3 separate regions of the Sus scrofa genome follow, and all the other regions are linked to region 2. Evidence: chromatin contacts called from public Hi-C and HiChIP or PLAC-seq data. All regions are on one chromosome and are shown on one strand. The core of a region is the stretch at or near the end of the contact, and the rest is flanking DNA. Distances in the headings are between cores, read along the strand shown. Region 1 holds the start of ARHGAP10 (rho GTPase-activating protein 10). Region 2 holds the start of NR3C2 (mineralocorticoid receptor). Region 3 holds the start of TMEM184C (transmembrane protein 184C).

Evidence for each region. Hi-C and Micro-C count contacts between places; a contact is called where the count stands out from the background. HiChIP or PLAC-seq counts read pairs in DNA pulled down with a chosen protein or histone mark.
Region 1: a contact with region 2 is called in an H3K27ac HiChIP or PLAC-seq map of alveolar macrophages. The contact joins the promoter of ARHGAP10 here to the promoter of NR3C2 in region 2. A contact is called at or near these places in 1 of 5 promoter capture datasets (fetal skeletal muscle), 2 of 47 Hi-C or Micro-C datasets (embryonic fibroblasts and liver) and 2 of 2 datasets of contacts at active chromatin or transcription factors (alveolar macrophages and skeletal muscle).
Region 3: a Hi-C map of skeletal muscle shows a contact between it and region 2, with 5 times the contacts expected there. The contact joins the promoter of TMEM184C here to the promoter of NR3C2 in region 2. A contact is called at or near these places in 2 of 47 Hi-C or Micro-C datasets (heart right ventricle and skeletal muscle).

Annotation. Positions count from the first base shown.
Region 1 is chr8:81,023,067-81,025,850 of Sscrofa11.1, reverse strand. ARHGAP10 (rho GTPase-activating protein 10) reads left to right here and starts at 1,350. Exons shown (of 23, transcript XM_021100659.1): 1 at 1,350-1,781. The coding sequence starts at 1,628.
Region 2 is chr8:80,301,780-80,304,479 of Sscrofa11.1, reverse strand. It overlaps NR3C2 (mineralocorticoid receptor), which reads right to left and starts at 1,308. Exons shown (of 9, transcript XM_021100657.1): 1 at 883-1,308. It overlaps LOC110261980 (a long non-coding RNA gene), which reads left to right and starts at 221. Exons shown (of 3, transcript XR_002346407.1): 1 at 221-330.
Region 3 is chr8:81,139,204-81,141,924 of Sscrofa11.1, reverse strand. It overlaps TMEM184C (transmembrane protein 184C), which reads left to right and starts at 1,460. Exons shown (of 10, transcript XM_021101527.1): 1 at 1,460-2,215. The coding sequence starts at 1,997. LOC110262145 (a long non-coding RNA gene) reads right to left here and starts at 1,384. Exons shown (of 3, transcript XR_002346744.1): 1 at 1,219-1,384.

The DNA of each region.
Region 1 (2,784 bases), core at 101-2,600, 720 kb before region 2:
TACATTCACCCTTTTATTTGCCTCTTATATTTTCTCCTCCGTAGACTCCAGTCCCCTGCTGATTTTTAGCAGGAACCAAGCTTTTCAACCATAAAAATTATTAGTAAAACATTTTGAACTCTCCAGAGGATGGACATTAAAAGCAATAATGTTTATCTGTTTATCTGTAGGTTAGCCACTCACAGAGCTGTTTTGTAACAAAAGAGCTTATCGAGTAGGAGGCTTAGTTAACTTTTTCCTGAGGGTTACACTCCTAGCACAAGCTGTCCAGAGGCTCAATTACCCAGTTCCCAGTCTGAACCTTTTAAAGAATCACTTTGAGGTCTCTCGGTACTATTAACATCATTAGGGGACCTATGTATGTAAACATATGTTGTGAGCCTGTAGAAAAATGTATGTGGAGTCACTAGTGTGTGCCTGGCACATAATAATTGCTTAATAAACTGTTAGCTGCTTTTATTAAAAGTTAATCTAATGAAAAATTGGTTTCTTTCAGGTAAGGATTTCAATAATTTAAAATGTCTCAACATTTGGGGGACACATTTGAGTTGTTTTAGGACAAAGGGAATAATATCCTTTTCTAGGGGCATTGACAAATTCTCATTTGACCATCATCCCCGACCTCCTGAAAACTACCCCGAACCTGGCATCTTCGTTCCAGTGGTTATTTTTAGAATAATAAAGATCGACTCTACTTATTCAAGCGAATTTAATCCGCTGAATACAAGAGAAACAATTCTTACACGATTTAGACACCCTCTCCTTCCCCCTAAGTCGTCAGTGTGGTGACATAGACGAGTGTAAGAGCAGCTCCCCGCCCTTAGCTTTCAATCTAAAGCGGAGATTTAGCAGGCATTTTACTTTAGATGGGGACGGAGAATGGGAAATAGAGAGCCGTTCACAACTCAGGGTCCACTCCAGGATGGATGGGATATCGGACTCATTTGTGTCCTCTAGCAAGCCGGACCTCTGAGTTAAGTCGCCGGGTAGCGGGATTAGAGATGCTCTGAAGACGTCCCTTCCCGGTCTGGGTCAAGCTGCATCGGGGGGAGCAGATAGTGAGTCACCCCGAAGAGGGGGGCCGAAGAAAAGGCGTGGCGCCCGGGTCTGGAGGAGAGCCGCGGGGCGAAATTCTAAACCGAGGGAGCCTCGGAAGGAAGAGGAGGGGCCACTGCGCGTGGGGAAGAGTAGGAAGAAGTGTCGTGGGGAAGGAAGGGAAGGAAGGGAGAGGAGGAAGAAGGTGGCGGAGGAAAAAGAAGAGGGCGCTCGGCCAGCGCGGAGAGGGGCGGGCCGGGAGGCGCCCGGGCGGGGCGGGCTCGCGCCTCCGGGAGGGCGTGCAGCGCGGGGCCGAGCGGGGCGGGGCCGCGGCGCCGGAGCTTTGGCAGAGGCTGCCGGGATCCCGGCGCCCGGTTCTCGCTCCCCTCGGCGGTGCAGCTCAGTGCGGCCGGCCTCACCTCCGCGGGACATGCCGGCGCTGCTCTCGCCGCGCGCCCGGGACTGCTAGCTTCTCCCGCGCTTCCTGCGCGCTCGGCCCCGCACCTGGTGGTGGCCCCGGAGCCCGGCTTGGGCTGTGCGCTCGGCGAGCGGGCGATCGGGCGGCTGGCTGTGCGCGCGGACCGCCGCCGTCATGGGGCTGCAGCCTTTGGAGTTCAGCGACTGCTACCTCGACAGCCCGTGGTTCCGGGAGAGGATCCGCGCCCACGAAGCAGAGCTGGAGAGGACCAACAAGTTCATCAAAGAGCTCATCAAGGACGGGAAGAACCTCATCGCGGCGACCAAAAGTAAGAGGGAACCCGGGCGCGGGCGGGCTGCGGCGCGGCGTGGTTAGGAGGAGCCTCTCCCGGAGGGAGACCGACAGTCCCGTGCCGGAGGGCCGGCTGCCGGAGGATCGGGAGACTCATTGGGGACCGGGAGGCCCCGGGATCGTTCCTTCCGGGCTCTCCGGGCAGCCGAGGGCGAGTCCCCTTTCCTGCCCTGCTCGCCTGCGCAGCGGCTGAAGCCGGGAGCTGTGCGTCCGAGCGCGCCGCCCGCCAGCCCCGGGGCTCCGGCGCCTGCTTTCCCCGCCGGACCCGCCCGCGGGCAAGTTCTGTTGCCCCCTAGAGCTGCTCACTGTCTGGCCCGAAACAGAAACGTGAGTTTCTTGGCTTGTGACCTCTCCCAAGAACTTGCCTGGGGATTCTTTGAAAACCTGCTGGGTGTTGAATTGTTCACAAGTCCCTTAAACCGTACACTTTCCGTGCCATTTGCAGATCTCCTCCAACAGTCTCAGCCTGGGTCCCTTACTGAGCTAAACCAGAAAGTCCACCTGGCGTTGTGGCTGCCTTCCGCGCATTCCTTCCCTCCTCCTGCGCTGAGAAGGGTTCAAAGATTGGGGCTGTGAGGCTGAGCAGACAGCCTGCCCTCTGGCCGGAGCCAGCACTGCCTGCAAATAGGGAATTCCACCCCGGCCAGCTTGCTGCTTTTCTCTTCTCCTCTCTCTCTTTTGAACAACTCAGAAGTGGCCAGGAGGGCTAAGATGTACCTACATTATCCGAAAAGAGCTTTTCTAGGAGAGAGGTGGCCTGAAATTCGCGCTCCAACAGAGTTGGTGATGCGGCTGGAAATGGGGAGGCATTAACTTGAGTGAGGCGCTGGGCAGCCTGACCGCACCTGTAACCCATAGCCGGTTCTGAGGGATCAGTCCCCCTTCTTCCGTCTTAAAAAGACCTACTCGGAGTTCCTGCTATGGCGCAACGGTGTCTGTGGCGTCTCTGCAGCACCAGAACACAGTTTCGGATCCCTGGC
Region 2 (2,700 bases), core at 59-2,558:
GCCCAGCACCCCTGCCCGAAGGCAGCCGCGCGGGCACCTAGTCTCCTGCCCGCAGCCCACCTCGGTTTGCGAACCCGCGCTCTCTGCGCAGACCGTGCCTTGCCCAGGGCCGCCTTGCGATTCCCGGGCCCCCTCCCACCGCTGTCAGCGCAAAGTGACTGTCGCTGCACTCACCTTTTCTAGGACATGGTGGGGAGGCTGGGGCGCGGGGCGGGGGGTGGGTGGGGGCAGCCACACTCCTGCTGCCTCCGCCGCCAGCAGCAACTCCAATATTAGCGGATTGGCAGTAAGGATGGAGAGGAAGATAATCCGGCAGTCGCCCTACTGACGGTGGGTAGAGCAATAGAGCAGTAGTGTTGTTACCCCGCAGGAGGAGGCAAGGCGGCGGCGCCAAATAGCGCAGAGGAGGACGCGGGTGCCTGCCCGCCCCCAGCAGCGGCGGCCGCGGCTCTAGCGGGCCCCTCTCCCGAGGCTGCTGGCCTCCGGGCGGTGACGACGGTGGCTCTGTGAGCCGGGAAGTCCGGCGGGATGACCCCGCGCCGGTCTCCCCGCAGCAGGCTCTCCGCGCCCCCTCCCCGGGCCTGGGGTGACCGGTGACAGCTCCGGCTACGGAGCGTGTAAGTGTGTGTGGGCGAGTGTGTGTTGAGGGGGCGGCTTCAGGGGGAGCCCGCGGCGCCGCAGCCCCCTTCTCGGGTCACACCCTCACCAGCGGGAGGAGGCAGCAAAGCATCCAGACACCGGCTTGCGGGAAACAGGGGCTGGGGGTGCCGATGGCCGCCCTCCCACCCTGGCCCCTGGCTGTAAGGAGGCCGAGGGCAAACGGAACCCCAATGCACGTCACCCAACACCCCTCCCCCCGGTTCCCCAAAGCCCGGCCCTGACCTCGCGCCCCGGCCTCAGGTGCAGTTCCCAGCCGCTGGGGTAGACGCGAGCTAGGGACCACGCGCGGGGGGCGGGAGGGAAAAGTTTCTTTTCCTGCCGCCTGGCTGCCCACCCGGCGAGACGGCTCCTCTCCCCCCTCGGTCTCCCGCTCGCCGCGCCTCTGCCCCACCCCCACCGTGGGGGGGTGCCGAGGAAGGACCGGGTGTCTGCGCGCGGGGGCGTGTGGGGAGAGCGGCGAGGAGCGGCGGCCGCCACCGGTCCCTTCGCGGTGACAGCGGCTCAGAAGCCGCCGCCGCCAGCTCCGCGAAGCGAGCCGAGGAAGGGGCTGGGAGCCAGGCCCCCTCCCATCTCCGCTCGCCGAGCGCCGCGCGCCCCCGTGCCGCCCCGCGCGCCCCCGCGGCCCGGGCAGACACCTACGCCGACGCGAAAGTGAAAGGGGCGACGGAGCCAGGAGGGCGGCTGGCGGCGCGCGGGCGCGCGGCGGGGGGCGGAGGGCGGAGCGGTGACCCGCGATCCAGGGATTCTCAGGCTCCGGCTGCCCTGCGGAGCCGCAAGCGCCTCCTGGCTCCAGAGAAGTCCCACGTCCCCCTCCCCCCCCGGCCACACAAATCACCCCCATCGGAGCAAAAGTGTGCATGTGTGCGCGTGTTCAGGAGCACTCACGTGTGTGACAGACGCTTCAGCCCCAGCCTTTTCTACCTCACCGTTACATTTACACTTAGTGGAAGATTGGGGCGGGGGGAACTTGTGGCTATCACTACCGTTTACAGACCCCTGCTTGCTGTCCTTTACGACTCAGTTAAACCCCTTGAACTGACCACACATGCCCTTTTCCTGGCTTAACACTCTTTTTCCTACAGACTTTATTGACCCCCTCCCCCTGCCCTTTGCTGGTTCTTTCCCATTTTCTTTCTAAATAGCTGTGAAAGTTGTTAATCCCGTCCCACACAAAACCGTGTTAATCACGGAGCTGCGCTGTTAAAACAATCACTGCCTCTCTTCAACCACGTTCCCCCTCGATCCTAGCCTTGAGCTGTCCATTGCGTTGTCACCCACACAGCGTTGGCACTACCCCGTGGCTCGAGGTGGCATTTGGCCTCTAGCAAAACAACCTTTCTCCTGTTCCCTTATGTGGAGAGAATTTAAGTTCATAAGGTACTATGCTTTAGGTGAAATCAAGAAAATAATTAAATGATAAATTTTCAAAATTAACGTAATAAATATCTAGCGAACTTTTAAAAAGAACCATCATTGACAAGTGTACTGATTGCAAAAACTGAATTTTGAAATTCATCAAAAATAGATGGTTGGCGTTGATTGATATAAATGGAAGGATGGATAGATATGTGATTAAAACATGTTTATGGTACAGTATTCATGGCAGGATCTAGGTACGTATACAGGTGTTCACTGCAAAATTCCTTCAACTTTTTTTGTATGTTTGTAATTTTCATAATTAAATGTTAGAGAAAAAGACCCTTCATTTAATGTAAACTTTATAATGTAAATTCAGTTTACAAAAGTTGATAAGTTAGGCATTGATTATTCCTTTCCCCTTTATCAAACTGTTTTCTTCAAATATTCTTTACATAGGTTCTCCACCACTCTTTTAATCAGTAATTTCCATTACAGACAACCACTCAGGGATCAGACTCTGTTGTAAAGTGGGGTTATTATAACTGCAACATTTTAGAAATCTAGAAGATTTCTTCCTGCATTTTCTCTTGTCCAATCTCAAATTTTAATCTTCTGTGCTTCAAAATAGTTTGGGTTTATAACACTGAGCTTTTAAACATATTCTTTTGAAACTTTTTCACA
Region 3 (2,721 bases), core at 211-2,710, 840 kb before region 2:
ACCTTAGCTTGCTCCTAGAAACTCAATTTAAAAGACAAATAAGTAAATGATTATAACACAACGTGAACGCTATAAGGATACGGCCAGGGTGGGGAGGGGGGCCGGGAATCAAGGAAGATTTCACAAATCACGTGAAAAAGATTTGCCCATGAGAAAGAATGGGGAAGATTATTATAGACGACAATGACTATGGCTGAAAGCACAGACACAATTTATGTATGAAGTATATCCAAGACTACACAGTATACCAAAAAAGTAAGTAGTTCTTATACTTGGTTGTAGAGTAAAGAGTATTTTCTTTTCCTTTTTTCCAAAACTTAACAATGCATTAATTTAATGAACAGAAAATTTTAAAATAACTATTTCAATTTTGTAGGTTAGCTTAGGAAGAACAAACAAAAGGCCTATTTCCCTTTAAGAAGGCAGTTTGTATTAAGAGGCTGGGTTGTAAAATGCAGATGTCATCAAGCTCCAGACTTAGGGATAGGTACTGCTGGGGAAGACTACTTTCCCTCAGTGCCTCTGTGAGAATCCCAGGCTGGGTATATTCAATGCTGTAGGCCTTCTTGTCCATATATGGTCATGTCAGAAATTCTCAGGTGGCAGGGGCTGACAGGCCAAATGCTTAGCAACACAGCTCAAATCAGATACCAAGGTTAAAACCCCAGCTCTACCACTAACTAGCTCAAGGAGCTTCCCAAATTACTTAACCACTTGAATCTGCCTTCTCTTCTGTTACACGGAAAACTGCCTACCTTTTGGAATTTTAGTACAGTGCCTGACCCTCAGAAAATGACAGATTTAGGACATTTCTGTGTATCTAATTGAGAAGTAGATATTTGTTCTATTGGTTTAGAAAGGCTTTAGATCTGACTTGCCATTTGTTTGCTCTATAGGTTTGGCTAAAAGCTTTAAGCACATTATTTTGTCAATTGTAATATCGACCTTTTGAAACTTAAATGTATGCCTGTTTTTAACAATTTCCAAATGTGGAAAGGTTATTCAGTATTGCTTCTAAAATCCAGCTCTCTCTAGAACGATGTTTCCAAAGGATCCTGAAATAACTAAGTGGTTCTACCCCTAGATTCTCGGAACTAACACAAAACTAGGCGGACCTTTCCCATTTTTCTGTCTTATTAACTCCCCTGTCCACTTCCAGAAAGAATCCAAGTTCTTTTGTGCAGATAAAGGTTCAGCTCTAAGGTAAAGGCCTCTTACCCAGGCTTTCTTAAAGCTGGAATATAGTCAGCAGAACACTGTAGTATGGGGTTCCTGAAGTGTTCTCTAACGATTTGCACAGCTTTCAGAATCCTCCTGAGCCAAAGGGCCACCTGGCAGCAATTCCACAACCTCCACACACTACCTCTTCTTTCAGCCTCGTGACCTCGAGCCACCACCCTACGGCCCCGCCCCCCAAAAATGACCAATCAGAAAGTGGGAAGTGAGCCGGATGGGGTGGGCCTATCTTGGCGCTGTCGACGAATTATCAACCTCAGACAGCGGGAGCGGAAGCGGAAGCCCTGGTTTGGCCTTGGGTTCCGCCTTGCGGGGAATGTCCCGTGGGAACAAGTGAGGCAATCCTGGGGCCAGCGGGTTTGAGTTATCACCTCTTGTCTATCAGCAGAACCCGGCGAGGATACGCCTGCCAGCGCGGGAGGGAGAGCACTCCACCGCTCAAGAAAAGAGCGAGCGGGCAGGCAGCCGCTGGCCAGAACCGAACTGACTACAGGGTCCTTACTCGGCTCTACTCCCCTCCAGGCCATGCTACAGGCTGAGCTCTGGGCGATCCCCAGGTGAGGGCAGCGGCTCTGTCGGGAACTCCACCGCGGAAGAACTGGATAGATGCAGGGTGGGGAAGAAAGAATGCTGCCCTCCCTGCTTCGCGGTAGCCCCCTGAGAGGCCGAATTTTTGGCAGCAGCAGCAGAAAGCACAGTGTGGGCCGAGGAGGCGGTTCGAGCTGCTGGTAAAGTCGCCCCACGACTGTTTTTCCGTAGTATGCGAGTCGACAAAACAGTCAGAGAACAGGGCTCCCCATTACCATCTCCTTCGAGCTCTTTTCCCTTGCTACTCGGAGCTGATTTGTGCGAAAACATGCCTTGCACTTGTACTTGGAGGAACTGGAGGCAGTGGATTCGACCTTTAGCGGTGGTCATCTACCTGGTGTCTATAGTGGTTGCGGTTCCCCTATGCGTGTGGGAGTTACAGAAACTGGAGGTAAGAAAGAGGAGGATCCTGCACCATCCCCCCCACCCTATCTTCTACTGTCCTGCCTATCTAAGGCAGCCGTTTTTCACCCCGGATGCTCAAGACTTGACATTCTGAAAACTATGTCACGTAATGAACCCTTGACGTGACCTGTCCGATTTCTGGTTGGTCACGGCTTTTCAGAGCATGTTACTGGTGGAAGCAGGCCCGAGAAAATAGGATACATTAAGATAGCTACTTCAGAGAGTACTGTTTTGCATGCATTCATCAGTTCCCTGAAAGTAAGGTAACTTTATTCCTGAAATCTGATCTGCTTGAATATTGGACTTAACTAGATCTCCCTTAAAGACCAGGTGTTGAATTTTATTAGCATTTAATTAGCTTCATGAATTAAAGAATTCGAAGTGGTTTAACTTTGTTATTTATTTTTACTTTAGAAATTAACTCTTAACCAACAAAGGTTTTGCAAAAAGTCCCTTGTATAGGTTTTGATGTCACATTCTTATTATGACATC